Regions from separate parts of the Mus musculus genome. Here regions 2, 3, 4, 5 and 6 are each linked to region 1. A link is a contact called in public Micro-C and promoter capture Hi-C data. All regions are on one chromosome and are shown on one strand. Each heading gives the region's core, a stretch centred on a gene start, on an enhancer-like site or on the middle of the called end of the contact. The rest is flanking DNA. Distances are from core to core; before and after follow the strand shown.

What was found. Promoter capture Hi-C pulls out the DNA fragments that hold promoters and counts their contacts. Hi-C and Micro-C count contacts between places; a contact is called where the count stands out from the background.
Region 2: a promoter capture Hi-C map of liver shows a contact between it and region 1, with 4 times the contacts expected there. The contact joins the enhancer-like site here to the promoter of Cdyl2 in region 1. A contact is called at or near these places in 5 of 39 promoter capture datasets (hippocampal neurons, liver, pre-B cells and 1 more) and 1 of 9 other capture datasets (embryonic stem cells).
Region 3: a contact with region 1 is called in a promoter capture Hi-C map of liver, with 6 times the contacts expected there. The contact joins the enhancer-like site here to the promoter of Cdyl2 in region 1. A contact is called at or near these places in 4 of 39 promoter capture datasets (cranial neural crest, hippocampal neurons, liver and 1 more).
Region 4: a contact with region 1 is called in a Micro-C map of embryonic stem cells, with 4 times the contacts expected there. The contact joins the enhancer-like site here to the promoter of Cdyl2 in region 1. A contact is called at or near these places in 3 of 39 promoter capture datasets (the 3T3-L1 cell line, hippocampal neurons and liver) and 1 of 484 Hi-C or Micro-C datasets (embryonic stem cells).
Region 5: a promoter capture Hi-C map of hippocampal neurons shows a contact between it and region 1, with 3 times the contacts expected there. The contact joins the enhancer-like site here to the promoter of Cdyl2 in region 1. A contact is called at or near these places in 3 of 39 promoter capture datasets (embryonic stem cells, hippocampal neurons and liver).
Region 6: a promoter capture Hi-C map of pre-B cells shows a contact between it and region 1, with 4 times the contacts expected there. The contact joins the enhancer-like site here to the promoter of Cdyl2 in region 1. A contact is called at or near these places in 5 of 39 promoter capture datasets (the 3T3-L1 cell line, hippocampal neurons, liver and 1 more) and 1 of 115 datasets of contacts at active chromatin or transcription factors (large pre-B cells).

What each region holds. Positions count from the first base shown.
Region 1 is chr8:116,730,825-116,734,670 of GRCm38.p6, forward strand. It overlaps Cdyl2 (chromodomain protein, Y chromosome-like 2), which reads right to left and starts at 2,167. Exons shown (of 7, transcript NM_029441.3): 1 at 1,974-2,167. The coding sequence starts at 1,997.
Region 2 is chr8:114,750,220-114,754,065 of GRCm38.p6, forward strand. All of the region lies in intron 8 of Wwox (WW domain-containing oxidoreductase), which reads left to right. Among named protein-coding and RNA genes, the nearest start is that of Gm16118, 44 kb to the left of the region's middle. Within about 2 kb of position 1,707, at least 8 of the 459 cell types and tissues checked have an H3K27ac peak or open chromatin away from gene starts, as enhancers often do. A contact at or near this core is called in liver, where this site is marked.
Region 3 is chr8:114,772,075-114,775,920 of GRCm38.p6, forward strand. The region is part of intron 8 of Wwox (WW domain-containing oxidoreductase); the gene reads left to right. Among named protein-coding and RNA genes, the nearest start is that of Gm16118, 66 kb to the left of the region's middle. Within about 2 kb of position 2,232, at least 58 of the 459 cell types and tissues checked have an H3K27ac peak or open chromatin away from gene starts, as enhancers often do. A contact at or near this core is called in liver, where this site is marked.
Region 4 is chr8:115,009,250-115,013,095 of GRCm38.p6, forward strand. All of the region lies in intron 8 of Wwox (WW domain-containing oxidoreductase), which reads left to right. Among named protein-coding and RNA genes, the nearest start is that of Gm39257, 50 kb to the left of the region's middle. Within about 2 kb of position 1,637, at least 24 of the 459 cell types and tissues checked have an H3K27ac peak or open chromatin away from gene starts, as enhancers often do. A contact at or near this core is called in embryonic stem cells, where this site is marked.
Region 5 is chr8:115,158,483-115,162,328 of GRCm38.p6, forward strand. The region is part of intron 8 of Wwox (WW domain-containing oxidoreductase); the gene reads left to right. Among named protein-coding and RNA genes, the nearest start is that of Gm39257, 200 kb to the left of the region's middle. Within about 2 kb of position 1,614, at least 143 of the 459 cell types and tissues checked have an H3K27ac peak or open chromatin away from gene starts, as enhancers often do. A contact at or near this core is called in hippocampal neurons and liver, where this site is marked.
Region 6 is chr8:115,232,173-115,236,018 of GRCm38.p6, forward strand. The region is part of intron 8 of Wwox (WW domain-containing oxidoreductase); the gene reads left to right. Among named protein-coding and RNA genes, the nearest start is that of Gm39257, 270 kb to the left of the region's middle. Within about 2 kb of position 2,094, at least 74 of the 459 cell types and tissues checked have an H3K27ac peak or open chromatin away from gene starts, as enhancers often do. A contact at or near this core is called in pre-B cells, where this site is marked.

The sequences.
Region 1 (3,846 bases), core at 917-3,416:
AAGTTTCAGACTTTAAATGGGGACGCACTGACGTCTTCCTGTGATGTCCACTTCATGTCTTCAACAAGGCCACTTGTCACCCAAGCAATGTCAGCTGCTCTGAGACAACTCACCATCAGTGAGAAAAATCCCATGACCTCAACAAGATTGGCTTTGTTCCTAAATGGCATCCACTTTCTGCCAGGGTCCAGGGGACTTGGTCAAAGGTTTTCGTTTCACTATGTTTTAACTTTTTGGTTTCAGAGACTGCTCTGCCATCTTGGGGAAAGATGGATGAGTTTGGGTGGCCCGGAGTACTACATCCTGTCAGTTTCTCATCAATTTCCTCTCCCTCCCTGGCTTCTCCATCAGCACAAAGAGAAGGAAGGCCATAGGATAAAGAAGAGGGCAACTTATATCATTTTTTAAAAACGTGGGCCCCACCTGAGCCTGATGGCTTGTCACCCATCACCGGGCCCCACCAAGCTCAGAATCACCCAGAAAGCTCTGGATACATAGGAAGCTGAGATGCCTACCTGCCTGTCCTCCACTCTCCACTCACACCAGTCAGTAAACCTTCTTCCTGAGAAGCCTGGGCTTCCAGGAAGACCCCGGGAACAAAGCTTACAGTTGATGAACTACGACTGCAGTCTCTTAACCCAAAATGCTAACTCGACCTGTTCCACGACTGCATGGAAATTTAGACAACCTTCGGAATGACAGCCAACCGTAGTGGCTGGTTCATACTGGAGGAAAGGGGTGGGAAACTCAACCTGACCCGTGTGACACTGGTTTCTTGCAGTATCTGCAGGCCTCCTGGGAGAAGGTGGCCAGGCCCTTTGGCTTCTTTATTCAGACCCTTTTCGTGAGAACAAACACCTCTTGAAGGGCATACTCCCCCTGGGATCAGTGGTGGCTTCTTATTTGTCCAGGAGTCCAAATCCCACTCAAGAACTGTTGTGGTCCCGAGGCCAGCTAAGCCCTCTCTCCCCAGGGACCGTGGGTATTTCTTGTCCAAAAGATGACAGATGGACGCCTTCTTTCAACATTTTGAACCGATTTCAAAATATCCAGTGCCCACTACTACCTGTGTGACCTTAGAGACAAGTATGACCCCCTTAGTGTGCCAGTGGAGTTCTGGGAACTGGATTCACACCCATGTCCTCTGACAAGTCTGACCACCCACATACAAGTTTCAGGCCAGCTTCCCTTCCACCTGGAGGGTCCCTCTGCAGCCCCTCTTTCACCCTAGGAAGCATGACACCAGCAGAGGCGACCAACCCCCAAGCCCTTGCCAGGAGAGCTTCAGAGTCCAGAGAAGGGGGACACTAGGCAGCAGGTGGGGGGAGGGGGCAGGCACTCAGTGGCCCCTGTGGAACTGCAAGAGTGGTGTCCCCAGGGCACCCCCTCCCCCGTGCCCCAACACTCTTGTCCTTTTCATTCCCCTTCCTAGGAACCTGGCTCCGCTTTGATCACCCACCCAACCCACACCCGCGCACCCCCGGGGGCTCAAGACCCCTAAATTGGGCCGTCCGCAGCGCGGGCCCCCCCGCATTCCCTCGCACGCCCGGCGACTTTTTTTTTCTTTTTCCTTAATTTTTTTTTTAACCTGTACTTTTTTTTTCCACACTCGGGGCGGCTCGTCGGGGCTGAGCAAGCACCTCCCCGGGACCGCTACCTTCCCTCCCTCCGCCCCGGCTCCGCCCGGCTTCCTCCTTCCCCTCTCCAAGGCCGCAAAGTAGATGGAGTAAGAGAGTGTGTGCGCGAGAGAAAGAGAAAGAGGGAGCGGGCGCCGCGGGAGGCGGCGGCGGGAGGCGCGCCCGGCCCCCGCCACCCTCCGGTCCCCGCCGCCACCCTCGGGTCCGCCGCCACCCTCGAGTCCCCCAGCCGCCCTCCAATCCCCGGCGCCACCACCCGCGGGCTCAGGACTACGCTCACACCAGCTCGGCCAGGCCCGGTTCCCCGGCGCCGCCCGCGCCCCGGCTTCTCCGTACCTCGTAAAGGTCCCCAGAAGCCATGCCAGGCTGCGGAACTTGGCTCGCCGGGTGTGCGCGTCTTGCTCGCTCGCGCGCTCCCGTGCGTGTGCGCGCGGGGGGCCCGGGTTGCGCGCGCGCGTGAGCGCGTGTGTGCGTGCGTGTGTATAAGTGTGTGGTGTATGTGTGTGTGTTTGCGTGCGCGCGCGCGCGCGTGTCTGTGTGTGAGTGTGTGTGAGAGTGTGTGCGCGCGAGTGTGTGCGGCGTGTTGAGTAAACTGTGTTTTTGCAGAATGACAGGCTTGGGGGCCGCCTGTGCGCAGAATCGGAGCGGGCGGCGGCGGGGCTGGCGTAACCGGCGGCGGCCGCGGCAATCGCGGCGACACGCGAGCGCGGGCAGGGGCGACCGACGGCTGCGCAGCGCGCCCTGAGCCTCGGACGCGGCCCCCTGAGCGCCCGGGCCCCCGTGTCCCGAGGCCGGTGACTGTAGCGCTCGGCTCGCCCCGGCGCCGCCTGCAGGAAGCCGCCCCGCGCCCGCCGCCCGCCCGGACGCTGCTGCCACTGGGCGAGTCCCCGCCTCCCGGGAGCCCGGCCCGGCCCCCGGGGCGGAGGGGGCGGCGGCCACCGAGGGCCGAGCCCGGGTACCGCTCCCGAGCCCGGCCGCGCGCGCAGCCGCGAGGCCCCCAGAGTACCCGGCCAGGTGCCCACCCGGAATGACCTGCCCGGGCTGCGAAGGGGCGGCCAAGAGGCAGGTATCAACCTGCAGGTCTCAGGCAAGGGAGCCCCTCTTCAGTCCTGCTTCTAGCTCCAGAGTACCCCACTCTTCTCCTTCCCGGGGAGGGGACTGGGCACGTTCTTAGGAAAACTGGCCCCTCGGAGCTGAGGGGCCCCCTTGCTTCCAGGATGAGTTTTCAAGGAGAGGAGAGAGGAAGTGGCTGGTCCACAGGCTCCAAGGAGAGCCAGGACAGTGGCAGTCACCACTAAACCCTGCGAAGTGTTTTAGAGCCAGACATGGCCTCCCCTGGAAGCTCTCTTGCCTCACTATCCAATCAGTTAATCAACAAACATTTCCCAAAGTCCACCCAACTACAAGTGTCTGCAGCCACCAGTGAGACCCTGCCCACACTGGACTTTGAATCCCAGAGGGAAGAGGAGATGCGCATTAGGGAAGAGAGGAAGGGTTCCTTCAATGTCTCAACAGGAGTTCCCTCTACTGCTGGGCTACAGAGGTAGAGTTACCTCTTTCTAAAAAGTTATCTCCTCCTAAAAGCATCCTGTATGTATGGTCACCTTTGTACCTAAAGGCTTCTCTTTTTAAAATAGTACAACTCTCTCAGAATCCCGGGGTGAGTGTTCTGACATTGGAGAAGGACACAAGGGACTCAGGCTCCAAATGTCTGTCCACCTCGTCATTTTTTTTTCAATTTTTTTACATTCAAATATGTAATGAATATGAACCATATCCTCCTTTGGTCGTTTGCTGTTTGCAGCACGGTGGGCAGATCACCTGCTCTCCTTTCCAAATGGGTGGCCATATACAAGCAGCACCGTGGAGGATCCAGGTACCCGTGGTGATGTGGCCTGTCCATCCCCCAGGGAACTCAGTAAAGCTAAGTTGTATCTTAATCTAACCCCTGGCCTCTCCTGCTGCAGAGGGGCACGACAAGGACTTATCTGACTGCCACAAACTTTTACCACAGTGGCTGGTGGAGACTGATCCAGAACCGAGTGAGTGATTCTTGTTGGACTATGTCAAAACGACAAATTGTGTCTCCAGCTTCAAGCGAGAATCCAGCATTAAGAGAGTGAGGAGAAAATGGTGGCGGCATGAAAAGAAACAGAAATGTCAGGTTTACAAACGGTAGGAATTGGCACAGCCCTAGGGCTCATTCTCT
Region 2 (3,846 bases), core at 457-2,956, 2.0 Mb before region 1:
CCTCAATTTAAAGGTCTTGAAAGCTTTATTTTCCCCCTCAAATGCATTCCAACATTAACACAAGAGTACACTGAAGCTAGCTGATAGAGTTCTGAAAAAGATGAAGATAAGAGTTTCCCCCTAAAATACTCTAGCCATTTCAAGAATGTCATATCTTCTGCTTAGAGCAGAGGGTATGCGTAGATTGCAGTGTGTGTGTGTGTGTGTGTGTGTGTGTGTGTGTGTGTGTGCACGTACACACATGCCATGGAAATGCCAACAAAGCTGCATTTGTATGTAGATATAACACCTACCCGTGAACCTTTCCCCATGCATCCTTTTAGGGCTTGAGTCTTAAAGTAAAATCCTGCAGTCTCCATGCAGAAAGGACCCAATCTTTACCCAAAGAGTTCTCCATGTCTCCTGGCCTGGTTCACGCTGAGCCAGCCAACATCTGCATTTCTGATAACAGTTTGCTTCCTTATGCTTTTTGAGGGCACTTTTAAAAAGCTCCACAGAGTAATTTGCAAGCATGTCCTTCACCATGCTGTTTCTCAGAAGTGGTGACCTGGGGGACAGGAGACCTCTGCCCGTGTGGCATGGGACAATGGATATTCTGCCACTTCGTACCCCACAATGTCACAATCCCACCTACAAAGAAGAGGTCGAAAAACTTCACTCATGTTCTTGCTCGGCATCAAATAACTTTTTAATAACCAACACTCCCTGAATATTTATCCCTGTATCAAGTGCTTTTAAGTTTTTTTAAGTTGCAAATAATAGTATTGCTGTACACTTGTAAGCAAGGAAATTAAGTTTCAGGGAGGTCTGATGGCCAGCTGGATGTCACACCATTGGTAAATGACAGACTGCCTGCCAGCACCAACACACTTCCCGGGACTGTGTTGTATCTCTCTCTCTCTCTCTCTCTCTCTCTCTCTCTCTCTCTCTCTCTCTCTCTCTCTCTCTCTCTCTCTCTCTCTTTGTGGATGGGGTGGGGAGGACCCATCTTGTTCATCCATATCCTGAATCTATCAAGAGTGCCAGGTACACAGAAGATCCATGATACGGTCTCAGTAAAGAAGGGAAGTCATAACTATACATGTGGTCAAGTTATTTCCAGAGATGGGGGCGGGTGTCTTAAGTCTGCAGGGAATGAAGCTTACGCGTGTTGGGGACCACTTTATAAAAATAGCACCTAGAAGTGCGTCTCCCTGCGTGGGAAGGGCTTCGCATTCAGCTTCATGTTTAGTAGCTCAAAGGTTGAGCTCTATAGTGCAAAACCAACCTGTAGGTGCTTTAAACAATCCCAATGAAAAGATCCGGCTTCTTCCCTTTCTCTCCAGACCTTCAAATGGGAAAGGCATTTTGGAATTCCTTTGAGTTTGCTGTCGAAGCTTAAGGGAACAATAGTCTGTGTTGACTCTTTGAAATGGATTTATCCTGAAGAGCATGACATAGTAGTTTCTGCCTTCCGGGAGAGAAGCCAGCTCCACGGGAAGAGGGGCCTCTGTGTTGAGCAATGCTCACCCCAAAAGTTTTGTCCAGTATCGGGGACTCCCTCAAGGTTTACTTTTTTGTTTAAAGTGGGTAGAATTCCTCCTCTCCCCTTTTGGGTAGTTTTTTTTTTTTAATGGTCTTTAGCAACTGAAGTAAGTGACAGTGGTCAGTGGAGGCGGACAGTAAGATTTATAATGTATTTGTGCTAGCTGATTGCCAACTGAACCGGTCTTTCCCAGCGGTGCTGTACGCAGACTTGGAAAATCAATAGGGATTAACCTCTGACCCACTGCACATACTTATACTGTGGCTGCATCGCTTACCAATATTTCATCTGTTTCACTTAGCCGCTGTTACTTATTCAATAACGTGTGGCCGATCGCACAAGATACTAATTAATTTTTTAAAATGCACCATCGCTTGAAGCTCTGATGAAATAGCCCACCTTTGGAAATTAAGGCCCTTTTTGGTTTATTTATTAAACTCACATTAATTAGCCCTAATTTAAAAAAAAGTTATGGGACAGCATTATGATATAAAGGTTTGCTTTGTTACAAAACTCGCTGTGGTTGGTTGGCACCAGGGGAGATGTCTGGCTGGAGAAGAGCAGGTGTCCCTTGACTGTGCTGGAAGATGGCTCCCGTTCAGTAAAATTTGCTGGTCCTACTTTTTGAGCATACTTTTTTTTTCCTTTCCCATTAAAGGGACAGCTATAGATAAACAGACAGTGACATGAGCCCAAGGCTTCATTACTTTAAAGAATCAACATCACTGTCAATGCATGGTGCCTGTGTGCTCACCGGTCTGCACCTGTGTGTGTTTCTGGTATGAACTGCTTTTAATTTGTCACAGCAACAAAATTTGCAGTGATATAATTTTGTAATCTTTTCCCTTTAATCTTTGGCATATGTTAAAGTATTGTGCATCTGTCTTCAAATTGAAAGTATTGTATGTTTTCTTCATTCTTCCTCTAAGACTCTTTTGTTTGCGTTTTTTTTTTGTTTTTTTTTTTGTTTTTTTTTTTTTTTTTTTTGTTTTTTTGCTAGTGTGCTTACCCCCCCAGAGTTTACTTACAGTTTGTTATTGATCCGGCAGCTGGAGTTTGAATTGGTCGATGCGCTCTGTAACTTGTTTAAGATACCCTACCTGAGCTATTAGCTTAAATAATGTATTCATAAATTGATTAATCATTACAGTAAAACTTATTAGCCGCATTTATATCTGCGTGTTACCCACAATTGACTTGTAGTCTAATCATCGCGGGTGCTTAAGCAGAGGCTGGGTCCACATTACAATTTAATAATAATCAGGCTGGGAAACAATGGTGTTTGCATGGAGACCGAGAGCGGATGCAGGCTGAGCTCCCGGGGGCAGCTTCTCACCTTCCCATCAGTCTCCTGCCGAAAACGAGCTGCAGGGAATAGACCCGAGATCCTCAGGAGCAAGTGACTGTGCTCACAATGGCCATTCTATTCTGAAAGCCGCGTTCTTGAGCGTGAAGTGAAGGAAGACTGTCTTTCACACTCCCTTTCTCCAGCAGCTCCATCATGGCGGCTCTCCGTGCATGACTCTTTTCTCCTGGCTCCACGCAGCTTGTAAACAGAGTAAGGTACGCTCTACTCAGCCATACAGTGGTGCCCACAAACACAGAGCAGTTGTTCAGGGTCTTGCTGTCATTGAATACCCCGAACCAGTGTGCAGGCTTTCCACCTGGCTCCCTCATCAGCAGGCGGCCTCTCGCCTCTATACATGGGGCTGGAGGCAATGTGTTCTATGTCTCTCTTAATTAATATACTATTTTCAAGTATGTTATTATTGTGTGTGTATGTATGTATTATGTGGTCATGCACACACCATGACACCCGTGTGGAGGTCCGAGCACAACGTTCATAAGTAGGTTTTTCTCCTTCCACCCTGGATTCCGGAAAATGAACTCAGGCTGTGAAGCTTGAGGGCAGGTGCTTTGCGCTGTCCTATAAACTAATTTTAAAGCAATTTAAACTCCTTTGCAAAATTAGTTTGCAAAAATACAGTTTGTCTATGACCCCTGACTCCACAAACATAGTTTCTTCAAGCCACATGCCCTTCTAGCCCAACTGCAAGCTAGTTAAAAGCAATAGTTTGGGTAATAGATGTGAAATTTTAGCTCATTCAACTAAGGCACACCCAACTCCTTGATTTGCTGTGTTTCTGGTTTGTTCTTGGGTACAGACTCTTCAAGATAGCCCCCACGCCCTAACACACACACACACACACACACACACACACACATACACACACACACAGAGCTTCTATAACAACTGGATCCCTTTGGTGGGAGAGTCACTTGGCCTCCCGATGGGATTGCTCAACTTTGTAATTCCCCCT
Region 3 (3,846 bases), core at 982-3,481, 2.0 Mb before region 1:
TCTCTAGGTTGTATTTGGAAATAGCTCTTTGGGGGGGGGGGGAGGGAGTTTTAAAACAGTGAACAGCAAGGTTGCTTTTATTTTTTTCCAGAAAAATTCTTTCAGAGAGTGTTCTCTAAAACCCACACATGTACACTGAATTATTTTATGACCTAATGTTTATTAGCGAGATCCATGTCTTGAAACGCATATGTCTTCCTGGAATTTTTGGAAAGTATTCACAAACATCTTCTGGTATTTTTTTTTTCATGCCTCTTTACCCAGCTCCCTTTCCTGGCTCTAATGCAAAGTGCTTTGCTGATGAACTGCCTTTAACAGGCCCAGAGAGCTGGGCCATTCCAGAAAACAGAATTGTGTGGACTGTGTTTCAGTAATACTATCATTTTCCCCCCTTCCTTGGACACTCAGAATTTATGAACTATGACCCAGTTTATCCTGAGAAGCTCTCTGTGGATCCAGGAGGGTGGAAGAATGGATGCCGGTCTCCAGACAGCAAATATAAGGCCCTTCACAGGGCCTTTTGCCTTGTCCCAGATGTGTAAAGCTCCTGTCACCCTATTGGAAGGCTGGATCCAGCCCATTAGCTCCACCCCCACCCCTCACCCCTACCCTGTCACAGGCAGTGCTGGGGTATTGACTTTCCTAGAACATTTCAACTTGAGTTCTTAAGCCCAGCAGTTTATAAACCAAACACACATTAATTAATATGAATAATGACTTGGAAGAGTCACAGGCCCCCAGAAGAAGAATGTATAAATGGACATATTTGCACATATGCTTTTGTGTCCAAAAGGAGATAAATGGTGTGTTGAACACAATCCCGTCTCCTCCGTGAAGGGCTATTATTGTCCCCGTTTTTTTTTTTTTTTTTTTTTTTTTTTTCCGACTCCCCCAAGTACAATAGGCCAGGCACATTTCACACAAGGCAGCTTCCCGCCCCAATCTCCAGAACTTCAAAGTTAAAAGATCTTTAAAAATAAATAAATAAATAACCAACACAGGTCTTATTTTTGAAAGCTCTGGATTGTAAATGAAGTCTAATTATCTACCTTCCCCGTGGCTGGAGGGAGGAGGCAGACAGAATATTCTGCCCTTCTCTTTGTATTATTTCCTTCTAAATGAACACACTTGCCAAGTGTTCAAGGCGACTTCTGCCACTACTGCACCTTATCTAAGTAGCCTGCTTTCTAGAAGGAAGGCAGGCAGCATCCTGCCAGGCAGACCCTTGTCCAGTGACTTTCCTATCAGCCCTGTTCTGGATAAGAGCAGCATAAATAAGCTCACACACACACACACACACACACATACACACACACACACACACACACACACACACACACACACACACACACACACTCCTTTCCCTGGAAAATCATCTTCTCTTTTTAAGGATCTGGGATGGGGGGTTTAGCTCAGAAGCCAGTGAATGTGAGCATTAATATCCAAGCCCAGAGAATCACTGCCTGACAGTGTTGCCTGACAGTGGCTTGCCTAAAAAGAGCAGGCTTCTTTCTCATTCCTGCCTAGGGAAGTTGGCGGGTCCTGCGGTCAGCAACACCCTCCTTCCCAGTCCTGGACGTGCCTTCCAGATCTTGCTAGCACACACACACAGCATGTAGACTGAAGGCTGGAAGGCGCCCCAAACATTTGGCCAGGAAGAGGCAAACAATTCCAGCTGGCCCACGTGCTGCGCTTTAAAAATTACCCAGATGAACTGATTTTGTAAAGAGCGGGTGGAGGGGACTCCAGGGCTGGGGGGGGGGTGTGGAGGGGACTCCAGGGCTCTGGGGGGTGTGGGGGGGTGTGGGGGATCAGGGTGCCGATTCAGCCTCTACTTAGTCACAAGCAAGTCATGATTCTGAGACAGGCAAGGGTTGGCTCTGCAGAGCACATTGCCTTGGCTGAATGCAAGAGACAAGAGATGATCTGGTAGGAAGGTTTACCACCTTGGCCTGGCCCCTTCCAGACCCCTCACACCACAGGGTCTGCTTGAGGATGACGTTGGTTTGCCAAAGAGGTATGTCTTCGCCAACAGCTGCCTCCCAGAGCCAGAAACAAGAGGTTTCGAGTTTGGGTGGGGGGGGGGGGGGCAGGGCTTCTGTGGACGTGAAAAGGCTGCCTCAGAACTGTAAGGCATCTCTCCAAATGTGCTTGGACTCCCTGCTCTCTCGTTCCCCCACGGACGACTGACAGGCCGCATTCTCTTGGCCCCATGCCCAAGTGAGTTCTTGGCACACATCAACATTGTACATCGCTTTTGCTTCAGAGAAAAGTCGGCTCGGTGACTTAGCCGCTCTGTCGAGCCGGAAGTCTCGCTCCTGTGCTCCTAAAATTTCATATTAACCTGAGAAAGAGAAGAAGAAAAAAATGAAAGGGAATCTTTCACTCTTTTTTTATTTTACTCTGTCCAGTCCTCAGAGGTGGGCGCTCAGAATCTCCCCAGTCCTACCCACCTACTGGAATACCCTGTGACCGGCAAGGGACCGTGTGTCTCACTGCCACACCTGTCCAGTTCCAGCAATGTCACGTTCACCAGCTGGCTCCTGTTAGAAGGTTGAAGCTGATTAATTATAACTTACCAGAGGCCTGTTCTACAGTAAGACTCGGGCCCTGTCTGTTCTGTACCACTGTGGAACACACAGGAGAAGCAAGATTCTTCTAACGAAGACAAGGTGATCTCAGATGAAGAGGTCAGCCCAGATAGCATTGCTTGCTACCTGTCCACCCAACCATGAGCAAATGTGTAGGCTGGACCAGCCCGTGTTCTGATAGAAGAGAACACTAGCGATTTCTCTGTGTGCTGCTCTGTTTAAAGGAACAAGTAACGGTAATAATATCTGAATATAAATTAATTTTGAAAGGATTGGGGAGGTGGCTCAGCAGGTAAATTGTTTGCTGAATAAGCATGAGAACCTGAGGTCAGATCTCCAGAACCCACTTAAGAAGGCTGAGCACTTGGCTCCAGCTGAGGAAACCTAGGTAGAGATAGAGACAGATCCTAGGGTCCCTGGCAGCCAACTGAGCTGAAATGGCGCATACTGAATCAAAGGGGTAGGGGAAGGCATGTATAGAGAGTAGTAGAGGAAGACATCTAATGTTGACTCTGTGGGGAATTGGTGTGAACATCACGTGCACACGCATACATATACACACTACAAATGCACACAAATATAAAACCGTACTGAAGAAAAAGCAAAGACGGGAGAGGTGGCTCAGCATCAAGAGTGCTCATTGCTCTTCTTTTAAATGACCCACGTTTGCTTTCCAGCTCCCGTAGTAGGCAGCACATAACCACCTGTAACTCTAGCTCCAAGAACTCTGACATGCTCCTCTGGCCTCTGCAGGCAGCTACATACCCATCGCGCGCATGCACGCACACACGCACACTCTCGAGTGCACACACACACTCACACACAAATTTTGGCCAAGCCACTATAGATCTAATTTTAAATGCAAAGTCTGAGTTATGCCCAGGAACCACGGATATTTATTTAGAGCAACTGACCATCGTGGGGGGGGGGGGGGCACAGATACAACTGGCAAAGGCAACCAACAGGCCCCGTCTCGGACAAGTGCCAGGGTACTCTGGTTCCCGTCTTGTAGATGTGTCCCAGCTGCACCCTCTCCTGGGAGTGCTTTGGAAGATGGCTAGTGTGCTCAGCTCATTAAATCTGTGTGTCTCTGATGTGAGGTTTTGCAGATCCCTGCAAACAAGCCCCCAGCGGGTCACATCGGGTCCCTTATCCTTGAGGAAACAGGCACATGGCATCTGTGTTTCAGTGGACATCCTATCTGGGGCTGCACCAGCATCCTGCCGTGGTCCTGTCCCTCCCTAGTCAAGCCTGC
Region 4 (3,846 bases), core at 387-2,886, 1.7 Mb before region 1:
ATGGAGTAGATGTGGGCAAGTTGAGCTGAGGTAACAGGCCTGGGAGTCTCAGCTCACCCTCATGGGAAGCTCTAGAGCTCCAAGGGCCCATCAGAGCTGATCCCCATTTGATCAGTACAGCCAGACATTTGGACCTCTGCCTTGACAGTTGGGTAGACTGGCCCTGGAAGGACATGACCTTGAGAATGACAGCCCGATGAATTCAGAGACTCCCTAGAAGAGCAGCAACTGAAACAGCAAGGCCTTCCTGGAAAGGAAGGCTAAGCTACATTATCAGTCTGGCATGAACACACCCCTACCCTTACTTCAGCTCGGGCCCTGCCCCAGCCGTTCCACACCATCATCCTCTAGGATATAGACCTCTCTTCTATGGATTAAGGTTGCTAGGACCTAGCTGCATCTGTTGTTGACCTAACACCTGAAGCCCATGTCTGAGGGTGTTTGGTATGTGGACACATATGTGTGCAGGTGCATGCATGTAGAGGCCAGGTGAGCATGCCAGGTGTCCTGCCTTATCTCAGTTCACCCCGTTCTCCTGGAACAGGAGCTCAGCCAGACCCTGAAGCCAGATTCAGCAGAAAGACCCAGTGCCTCTCCTGTGCTGAGGTTACAGGTCCGTGCTTACTTTTCAAGTGGGTAACGGGTTTTGAACTTGGCTTCCCATGCTTGGCCTTCCCTGCTGAACAACCCTGCTCATCCTTCAAGCCTCTGATTCCAAAGCTGGGCTGACTCCTTGAGACACTGCAAAAAAAAAAAAAAAAAAAAAAAAAAAAAGCCCAGCCCAGCCTTGTGCCAGATGCAGCAGCATCCTAGATTTTGACTCTTCAGCCTGAAACAAACCATCCCCCACTCTAGCTAGAGGTTTCCATATTAGAGCCAACTGCCAAGCATGGAAAATTCTGATGAAACCAAGTCAAATCCCCGTCTCCGGCCAGAAATCTTAAATATGTTAGGGCTAAAATCTTCAGAATTTAGACATTCACCAGAACCAAGAGGCACCAAATGGCCAGCACGAGGCTTGGAATCCCCACACACCCTTTTTTTTTTTTTTTTTTTTTAAATTTCCGAGAGCTACATAGCAGGCAGCTTTCAAGAAACACTGTCTCAGCTGAACCCAGACACTTCCTCCTGTTTAGATTGGACTCTGAGGGAAGGTTGGGGGCAAGATTCCTTGGGAAGCCTGCTTTCTCTTCAGGAATGTAATGGAATTCAAGGGTAATCCTTAAAGGCAAGGGCAGCCATTTGTAAAGGAGAAAGGAGAAAAGGAAAGGATGCTAAGGGGACCTCCTCCGAGGCTGCCATTAAAACAACAGCCACAGCACAAAGAACCCAGGAAAAGAGGAAGAAGCCCCTTCTGAGCCCCCTTTGTTTGTAAATGTGTAAACAGACCCGCTAAAGCAAATCCCGGATTCATATTCAACTTGAAAAAAACAGGGAGAGACTGTCCACGACATGCTTAGAAGTTTGAATACACTTTCAGTAGCTCTTCGTTATCTCAAATTAAATCTTAAATTGAGCTTGTGGTTCCGTGAATTAATACTCGGGCGGGCCTTTCAGCCCGGCTGCTGAGGTCATTCAAATCTAATGGTGGAAATGGTCACAAGGTCAGGGCTTGGCTGGAAGTGTATAGAGTGTCTTTATGATGCCCAGCAGATGTTTGCATCCCACAGCTGGAACTGCCAGGCACTGGGATGGGGATGGGGTGGGGGGCGCTCATCAGGGCGTAGAGGAGGAACTTATTGCGTGAATACAGAATCCTGCCATATCCCACCGTCCTGAAACAAGGCAAGCCGTTCCTTAAGCAGAAAAAAAAAAAAAACCAAACCAAACCAAAACAAAGCAAAACAAAACAAAACAAAAAAATGTAACTGCAGTCATGTCTGCAAACTCACCATCCCCAGACTCTGCGGACAGGGAAGGGTCTCTCTCATCCGTCTACGGAATGACACAAAACAACTTGAACGTGGTCCACTCCAACAACATTTTAACGGCAGCCTCAGCGGAGGTGTGGTAGCTCATGTTTGAGAACACAGCTATGGCCCACGAATTTGAGGAACTTAGATAAATGTACACACACCCGTGCAAATGCACACAGTTCAAGTTAGCTGAGCCCAGGCTGATATGAATCCCCTAGGAGAAAGAAGCGTTGTCTCACAGTTTAAGATAGCTGCAGTGTGGCTGTGTGTGCGTGCGTGTGTGTGTGTGTGTGTGTGTGTGTGTGTGTGTGTGTGTGTGTGTAAGCAAGAGATCAACATCATTATTGAGTGTCTCCCTCTGTCATTTTGACCTTGGTTTTTGAGATAGAATCTCTCACTAACCCTGGATCCCATGCCTTCAGCTAGACTGGCTACCAAGTGAGCCCCTGGGATCCACCTGTCTGCCCCACTGGCACTGGAGGGATCCTGGGGTGCACCGCCACGCCCAGCTGTTATGTAGATGCTGAGGTTCCAAACTCACACCCTCACAATTCCTCAACACATGCTTTCCAGGAGAACCCATGCCCCCAGCCCTTCAGTCTAGATTTCCTGCTTCTGAACTGGGCATTTTTATTTCATTTTCTAGTTCCTTTTGGGATTCTGAGACCACGTCTCGTAGTATCCAGCCTAGTCTCTAAATGTCTGGATCCAACGGCGACCTTAATTCCAGTCCTTTCTTTCCCGGCTTTCCATCACTGGCCTCTGGCTTCAGAGCTCTTTAGAAATGGCATCAGAGGAGGCTTTGGAGGCAAGATATGATGGCGGTAAGGAGAGGAAGGGTCCCCGAAACTCACCGAGGAAGCCCTAGGCAGGGTCAGCACGGCTTCAGCACAGGTATGTAATCTCTAGGTCTCTAGGTCCCACCTCTGATCTTCACTATCCCTCTACCACACCTCTGTCTAATTTAAGGACAGGGAGACCCCAGGACTGGAAGCACCTCCTGTTGTGGGATGAGAGAGAAACACAGAGGAACCGTATCCAGGTAGAGGCAAGGGTGCTTCTGCAGGTCAGGGGCAGGCCCACCCCTGCCTCCTTGTCAGGAGTCGGCTTTGGGGTTGTATCTGTGAGACTGAGGTCGTGGACTGCTGACAACGGGGGACAGAGCCACAGTGAAGGTGTCAGGTCATGAAGGGGAATTAGCTGCCAGGTATCAATAGGTGCAGATTGCTGCAGGCACTGGTGACTGAGAACCCTGAGTGTCTCTATTAACTCCTCAGGCCATGAGGCCTTAATGACACCCCTGCCAACAACAGAAGAGGCAGCAAGTGACAGACGCAAAGAAGGATGCCAGCTAATCCAATCTGAACACCCCATGGGGCCTGGGAACTCCCAAGGCCCGGCTCCTGTCGCCTGTCACATGGTGCAAAGAGGATGACACTAAAGATCATCCTCCAAGACAAGGGCCTTAGATGGACATGAGGGTCGGGGAGGGGTGAGGGGACTGAAAATATGGGATGCAAAACTGGAAGTGACTCTGCATGTGGAGGAAGCTGAGCTGGGGGACGAGGAAGACCTGTGCAGAAAGATCTGACATCTCTGTCAGTATTACTGCTTCTTGCAATCTAGGGAACCTCCAATATTTGTCTAGCACTGCTCCGGGCACTCTCAACTGCTACTGGAATATGAGTTCATACTGATAAAATTTATTATAGTAAATCCTATTCACAGAGGTCCTACTGTGTGCCACAGATTAGCACATGACTACTACTAAGAAACATATTCCAGCATGTCATTATGCTCTAGACCCCTTTCTGTACCCCCCCCCCATTAAATATGGCCCACACTATGTGCCAACAACGTTTGGAGAACTTCCCCCCCTCCCCCGTCATCCTCAAGAGTGGGCGGTATTATTTCAATTTGCGATTAAGAT
Region 5 (3,846 bases), core at 364-2,863, 1.6 Mb before region 1:
CCCCTCCCAATCTCAGCGGGAGAGTCAGGCTGAATATTTCTTTAAGGGATGCTGTTGAGTTTTCTTCCGGGGGAGCAAAGGATTTGTAGAAAAACCCAGCGTGTAACTTGAGTGTTCCGTGTAGCCAGATATCGGTGCCAAGCTAAATTTGTGTGTGCAGCTTCTGTTTAAGGCAATTATATAGTGTATAATACCCAGTAGAGAAATTAAGTCCAAGTACATTTTGCCCACAGAGATTATCCTCTCAGTTGGATTTATTTTAAACAACTTTTTGCCCCTTATACATTAAGACGCATGCAATAAATCACTTATGTAATAAACTGCAGTATATTATGTGGAAAAAAATGAGCGAGTGGCGTGTGTGTGTGTGTGGGGGGGGTGGCTTCCAGTGGAGCCAGACCTCAGGCATGAAGAGAGAGGAGGGGAAGGGACTTGGAAGGAGGGGGCCGCTGCACCAGAGGAACTTGGAGAGGCTACAAATGGAAGCATCTCCACAGCGAACCTCAGGCTGCTGCTGGAGGGAGCTGGTTATGTAATGACTGCGGCAGTGGGGCTCCAGAGAAACTTTTTCCAGCTCGGCTTTTCCAGAGCATCCTCCCAGCTAATGTTCATTACCGGGGGTGGGGGTGGGGGTGGGGGTGTTCAGAATTAGGCTGGAGGCTGGAGGAAGGGAGATGGAGGATGGGAGTTTGTATTAAAGATGAGAAAACAGAGATGAGAGCTTTCTGTTTAGCAGCTCTTGGGTGAGCCCTCCATCCAGACGCTGAATGATTGCTCTTCATTGTAAATACCAATGGCCATCATCTATCCCGCAGAGGGGGGGTCTCAGGAAAACGGGGGGGGGCGTGCTTTACGAGAAGTAGCAGCAAATGCGTTCGGTAGCAGGCCACCGGGCTTCCGGAGTGTCTAGTATACACCAGCATGCTGTTCGTTCTGTATCCGAATTTCTAATCTCACAGGCGTCTTATGCTTTTCTGAGCCAAGTCCAACAACTTTCGCCGGGGTAGCCTCCAGCGATGAGGATTCCTGTTAGCAGAAAAATGACTGTGAGCTCCGACTTCGAGCAGGGCCTCGAGTATTTACCTAGTTGAGGCTTCCCAAATGCACTACCAGAGGGCACTATGATTAGTCCCATTTCTCAAAAGTGTAAACTGAGGTTTTTTTCCTTTTGTTTTGTTTTGTTTTTTTTTTTTTAACAAAAATCTGCCCCCAAGTTCTCTCCATCTGGAAGGAAAAGAGCCAGGGTTCATGCCAAGACCCATCTGGCTCCCAAATGCTTTCTGGCAATCACCAAGTTATACAACCAATTCTAGATGCGGATCCGAGAAATAACTTCATGGTGAGACTTGCCAAGGGAGGCTGCTTGCCTCCTTCCTGCAGGAACACATTGCAGCTCACAAATCTACGCCGGCTAGAAAAAAGAAAACCAATACTGCTCAGAAAAAACGCTTGCAAACTTCCCGGCAGAAAGCCCCCTGTTCACCGTGGTGTGCCTGCCACCGGGGAGTGGAAGTTGAGGGGTGGGGGTGGGGGGGCACGAAGCACGGTCAGAAGCTAGGAGTTTCCGGCTGAAGAACCTCCTTCCAGAGCCCCTAGAGGAGAGCAGAGGAGCCGCTCCAATTTCCATGTGCGCCTTTCTCTAACTTTGAGAGCCCAATAAAACCCAGAGTGCTGGGTAGGAATCAGAGGCTGCTAAGCTGCTTGTAATTTACGATTTAGCGTCGCACAGTATAAAAATAGGCAGTGAAACTGAAAGGCAATCAAGTCTATTGTCACCAGGAATGGGACGTGATCTGACATCCGCCGCTGCCGAGAGCCCGCTGTGTACTGGGAATGTAGTGTATATGGTTTCATTTTATCTCGACATCCCTGGAGTCTGGCCCCTGTCATTTATCTGTTCCCGAGTTACAAAGCGCCCCACGTGCTACTAGTAGACAACAACCAATGCATTTTTTTGTTTTTGTTTTTATTAAATCCCATCATTTTCTGGCTCAATTTTTTGGGGGGGGGGGTAGGGATTGCTTTGTCTCTCAATCTGTTGGCTATGGGGCAAAGGTCACGGGGTGATTGGTGGGTGGGCTAGCCCATAATTACCTTTCTTACTGCATGAGTGGCTAAGTGGGGGGCTCCGCCTCTGGCTTCTTTAGCGTGGTGGTCTTAGAGAGGTTGGATCTTGTAGGGCGTACACCTCATAGCTGCCATGGCAAGGTCTTCTCCGACTGACCTTGGACATCACAGGAAGCCACTTCCTCTCACCATATGAGGAGACCTTATAGTGAGTTTACCATCCCTGGCACACTGGGATTCAATGCAGGGGGACATAAGGCTCTACTTCCTGGTGGGAAGACTATTGAAGAACTTGTAGCTGCATTTTGTAAGCCATCTGGGTGTCTGTGGTCTGCATCCTCTTTGTCCCCATAGCAGATCCTTCTAAGAGATAAGGACCCTGATTTTGTTTGACCGGGTCCCAGTGCTAACCCAGGGTGACTCAGCTAGCTTCTAGCTGCCACCTCAGGGTCAGGGCTGCTCACTTCATGGAGGTCAGGAAGCAGCAAGACGGGGGATGGCGCTGGGACAGGGGTCAGAGTCAGGGTGTGACCTTCAAAGCCATGCTCCCTAGTATCTGCCTAGCCCAAGTAGGTCTAATCTTCTAGTCTCTTTTGCTTCCCCATAAAGTTGTCAAAGTATGAATCGATCAGTGAATTAGCCTGATGATTAAGCCAGCCAGAGCCGTTAATGATCCAATTATTTTCCGAAGCTCCACCTCTGAGTATTATTTTGGGACCACGCCTTCAAAGCAAGAGCTGTTTGAACAGTACCTACTACCTCAACTGTAACATAGCGTTCACTCCAAACTGCCTTTCGCTCACAGAAGTCTTGAGACTTTGGGGCTCATTAACAAATCAATTAAAGTGTCTGGCAACACAAAAATCATAAACCAGAATCCTGGATTCTCCTTCAAGAAGAATTCCCGGGGTTAACAGAGAATCCATTCATGTCTGCCAGTCCGGCTTTGACTCTTTCTCATTTTCCATTGGCCCAGGGGTGTAGGAATGGTGCTGAAAAGTACTCAGGGGCAGACAAAACTGCGGTTAAAGGCAGCCCTCCTCGGCACTCTGCCCTCCCCCACCCCCCCCCCCACCTCTACTTAGCTTTACTGGTTTCTATTATAACCCACCCAGCAAAGGACAGCATGGGCCGGTGAACATGGGTCAGCATTCTGATGGCTGTGGGCCCTCAGCCTGTGTGTTCCCCACCCCTCTTAAATATCCTTTTGAATCCCATACATTATGTTAGGTCTGCCCGACTTCTGTTTATACGGCAGCAAAGCGGGGACGGCTTGGATTTTGGAAGTTTCGCGGGAAGGTATTAAATGTGCTTTGAAACTACTTGAAAGTCCAGCTGTGTGTGCTTTAGTTTTATATTTAGCCCTAAATTAGAGACTCCATATACCTCAAGTAATAAAAAGGCTCAGCAGGGACTCAGGTTTTCCTTACGTTGGCCCCGGGGTTGGGCACCAATGAGAGAATTTATTATTTATATTTAGAGGGTTTAATTTCGTAGCTTAATTCTGCCTTTTGTGATGGTAGCCGCCCCACCACCACCCCCAGACACACACCTTGGATTTCAGAAAGTAATAGCTGTCTTCCAATCACCTGCATTTCATAACAGTGAAGAGGGAAAAGGAGGGAGGAAGCACAAGCTGGCCTTCTTTCCATCTGACCCTGGGAGCAGCCAGAAAGCTCAGCCAGGATGAGTGCCTGCCTGCCCTGCAGCCCCCATGCTCACGCTGGCATTGAATACCCTGCATCACCTTGCTCTCTGCCTTCCCAAGCTGCATCCATA
Region 6 (3,846 bases), core at 844-3,343, 1.5 Mb before region 1:
CAGCTGAGTTTTTCTCTCATCCAGGCAAGCCCTTTCTGCTTATCCACCATCTCTTCAGCTTCCCTGTTAATCTGATTCCACAGGCTGAGATTGTACCCTTTGACCCCCCCACCCCCCCACTAGAAGCTACCACTGACTTCCTCAGATGATGTGGAAAGAAGAAAACTTTTTATGGGATCACTCTATCTGTCCCCTAACACTGTTAGCTCCTGGGCTTACTTTTCAAAGTTTTTGGGTGGCACATTTTAAGGTGTAGAGAGTAGCAGGGTATGACCATCCATGGCTGTTTCCTGTAACACACCATGCACAGTAGACTTGTATTTGAGTTGATACCCTTATCCCCTAGAGTCTTAGGTCCACATGAAACAAAGGCAGGGTAAGCCAAGCACTGGGGTGTGGTCTCAGAGCAAGCCTGGTTGATGAGCAGCAACACTTTCCATCAGAGACTGAAGAAGAGGCTGACCTCAAGGCCACCAACATCCTCTGAGCCTATGTAGATGCTACAGAATCAGACCAAGGGATGCAGTGTTGTCTCTGGGGGTTTCTTTTCGAAAGTAAAAGGGTTTTTGTTTTTCTAGCCCAGTCTCGTGGAGACCACTCTAGTTTCCATTTTTCTCAGATGATAATATCTACAGAGAGGGTCCTCCAATTGTGGGTATATCACTTCTCTAACATGTGGCCCATGTTTAGAACCACACAATACTTATTAATCACCACAATTAGTATCTCTTGTGGGCTGCTGAGATTACCCTCTGCTGAACTCCCAACATTCAAAGAGAATTCACCACAATCCCCCCAATGAACAGTGACAGCAATGAAGGCCCATGAGGCTCCCTTTTAAAGCTGAATGGGCACACAGTTTACCTTCCCCCTTCAAAGGAGACCCTGTGTTGTGTAGCTTTTCAGTTTACTTTTCTTCCTAATGCTAAACTTGGGGAGCGAGCATGATGAACTCAACATATCCTGAACATAACCACTATCAGCCAGGGGATCAAGTCCAATTAGCTTGGCACCCCCATACCCTTCTAAAATTCAATGTACAAGGTGCACACAAAAATCGCGTTTTCAGGAAGTCATCTGGAAGGTGAAGACAGGAGATGTCTCTGTCATGTTCTAGCTGCCTAGCAGACTTATTAACCTTAAATTGTTTTATTTCTAACAACATGTATGCCTATGGGAGATAGGCACGTGTGCACAGGTGTTCTCAGAGGCCAGAGACAATGGAACTCCCGGAGCTGGAGTTACAGGTGGTTGTGAGCTGCCTGCAGTGGCTGCTGGGAGCCGAACTCAGGTCCTCTGCAAGAGCAGTGTGCACTTTTAACTTCTGAGCCAGCCATCTCTCTAGCTTCTGACCCTTTCCCTATCTGTAGAGTATGCCTTGTAAGCATGGAGACCTGCATTTGATCTCAGGACCCATGCTTTTAAAAAAAATGCCAGGGATGGTGACAGATGCTTATGGTCCCAAGTTGAGGAGGTGGAGGCCAATGGATCCTTGGAGCTTGTGGGTTAGCATAGAAGAATTGAAGAGCCCCAGGACTCAGTGAGAGACCCAGCCTCAAAACAAAGCCCCCACTCCCACCCCCAACAAAATAAACTCCCAAACAGCATGAATATATGAGTGCCTAAAGAATGACATTGGAAGTTCACACACACGCAAGGTAGGGCACACAAGCACACTCACTCGATGGTAGGACTCCACCTTTCTATACTCAAACTAGGGGTTGCCTCTGGCTAGGATCTTTGAATTGTCGCACTAGCTCAGTATTTTTCCGGTCTCTCAAGCTTCCAGGAAGAGTGAACCCATTATCCATTTTAGTCTGGAGGACCCTGAGAAACTTCACAGAAAAAGCATGTTTTCCCCTGGAAGGCTGTTTTGAGAAGGGCACCATCGTGCACTCACTGGATGGCCCCTGTTGACATGCCGACTCTGGGGGTGGTTCAGCAGGGGATCTGGGTGCCTGAGAAAAGGAGTGAAGAAATTTTTAAAAAAAGTAAGAAACCAACCGAGAAAACCCAAGAGAAACCGAAAGACTGCACGCTGGAACAAAAGGGAGGGGGCAGCCAGCCTCAGGACCTGGGCGGTTAAGGAACTGGCTTCGACAGGAAGTGGGCAGGAGGCTGTTTTCAGTACACTCATGGGAACTGAGCTGGAAAGTGCTGTGGTGAGGGTCTGTGGAAAAAGAGGGCTCTAATCAAGCTATAAATATCTGTTGCTTTGAAGTTTTATGACCAACAATTAATGTTACTGGAAGGCACATCAAGAGCTATTTCTTAACTTGGTGGGTCTGAGTGGGCCAGGGTCAGGGTATGAGTCTAGCCTCATGGGAGGCTGTCCTTACACATTCCTCCCTCTCTCTCTCTCTCTCTCTCTCTCTCTCTCTCTCTCTCTCTGCTATAAAATAGTACACAGGTGTCTAGAGGCATACACCACAGTTCATGGTCATCTAGCCCAACCATCCATCCATCCATCCATCATCCATCCATCCATCCATCCATCCATCCATCCATCTATCATCCATCCATCCACCCACCCATCCCTTCGATCATTAATATGTGTTTATTCAAGATCATATTCAGTAAGGAACAGCTAGACAAAACCCTTGAGGCAGGGTGGAGGTTTGGGGAATGCACTTTCTTTTAGTTGGGAAAGGAGAAAACAAATAAAAAAATCATGTCTGGGAATGAGAAGTGCTCTCAACCATTCAGAAGTCTGTGCTAAAAACTAGAAGCTCACTCTAGAGGCTGTGCGAAGGAACCTTTTCTGTGGGAAGTTGCTGCAAACAGAGGCAGAGGCAGAGTATAGTGGAGCAGGGAGCCACCAAGTACCAAAGTTCTGGGGCGTGTGCATCAGTGGACCTCAGGATTCAGGAGTCCTGGCCACTGCTTGCTCTGAAAGTCTTGAACGGGCTGTGGATTGTTCCCAGTTATACACTAAGAGCTCCCTAAGGTCTTATTTGGTTGTGCCAAATGTCAGCTTATCATTTCTGTAATATGCTGCCCTCGAACTTGAATTTTCTCCCACTATAACAAAACAATGGCAGAACTCGTCGAATCCCATTCAACCCCTCATCTCCTGCTTTCAGGCACACACTGATTTGTACGCTCACTGTGGCCTCAGTAGTAGGCTTCTGTCTGGAATCACATTTGTGCTCTTCCATAGGTTCAGGAGCACAGTTCTTTGTTCCCCACTGTAGGTCTATCTTCATGAGGGAAGACATCAGGAGTTGTGGGAATCTAGGATCTTGGCTTCTGGAACCTGAGATGACCCGGCAAAAGGTCATAGCACAATCTGGAAATGTTTGACCTTTGCAAAGGAGTACCTGAAAGGTACCTTCTAGTGCCTGACTCAGTGGTGCCCACCTAAGAATGCTCTTACTCATTTGATAGAGCAGCTCACTGAAAATCTCGGATAGAACAACGTCTGTTTTTCAGTGTGGACGTCTCCACTTGTGGGATAGCATTTTCTCCTTAAAGGAGTGCATAATTCAAATAACTTCCTTTTCAGGTTCTCTCTCTCTCTCTCTCTCTCTCTCTCTCTGTCTCTCTCTGTCTCTCTCTGTCTCTGTCTCTCTCTCTCTCTCTCTCTCTCTCTCTCTCTCTCTCTGTGTGTGTGTGTGTGTGTGTGTGTGTGTGTGTTTTAAGAAGGGATTTCTTCTTAGTTTCCTTGGGTGCAAGGATCAGTTTGTGACTGATAGGATTCATTACACACATGTTTAGCTCGCCCATTATTAAGGCTCTAACAATATTAAAATCTAAATAGATACAGAGAGTGAAGAAGCCTTTGGGAGCCAGTAATCCATTGTACTGGCTTTCTTGAAATTAGCAATAAAATGGCAGCCCGTTGGC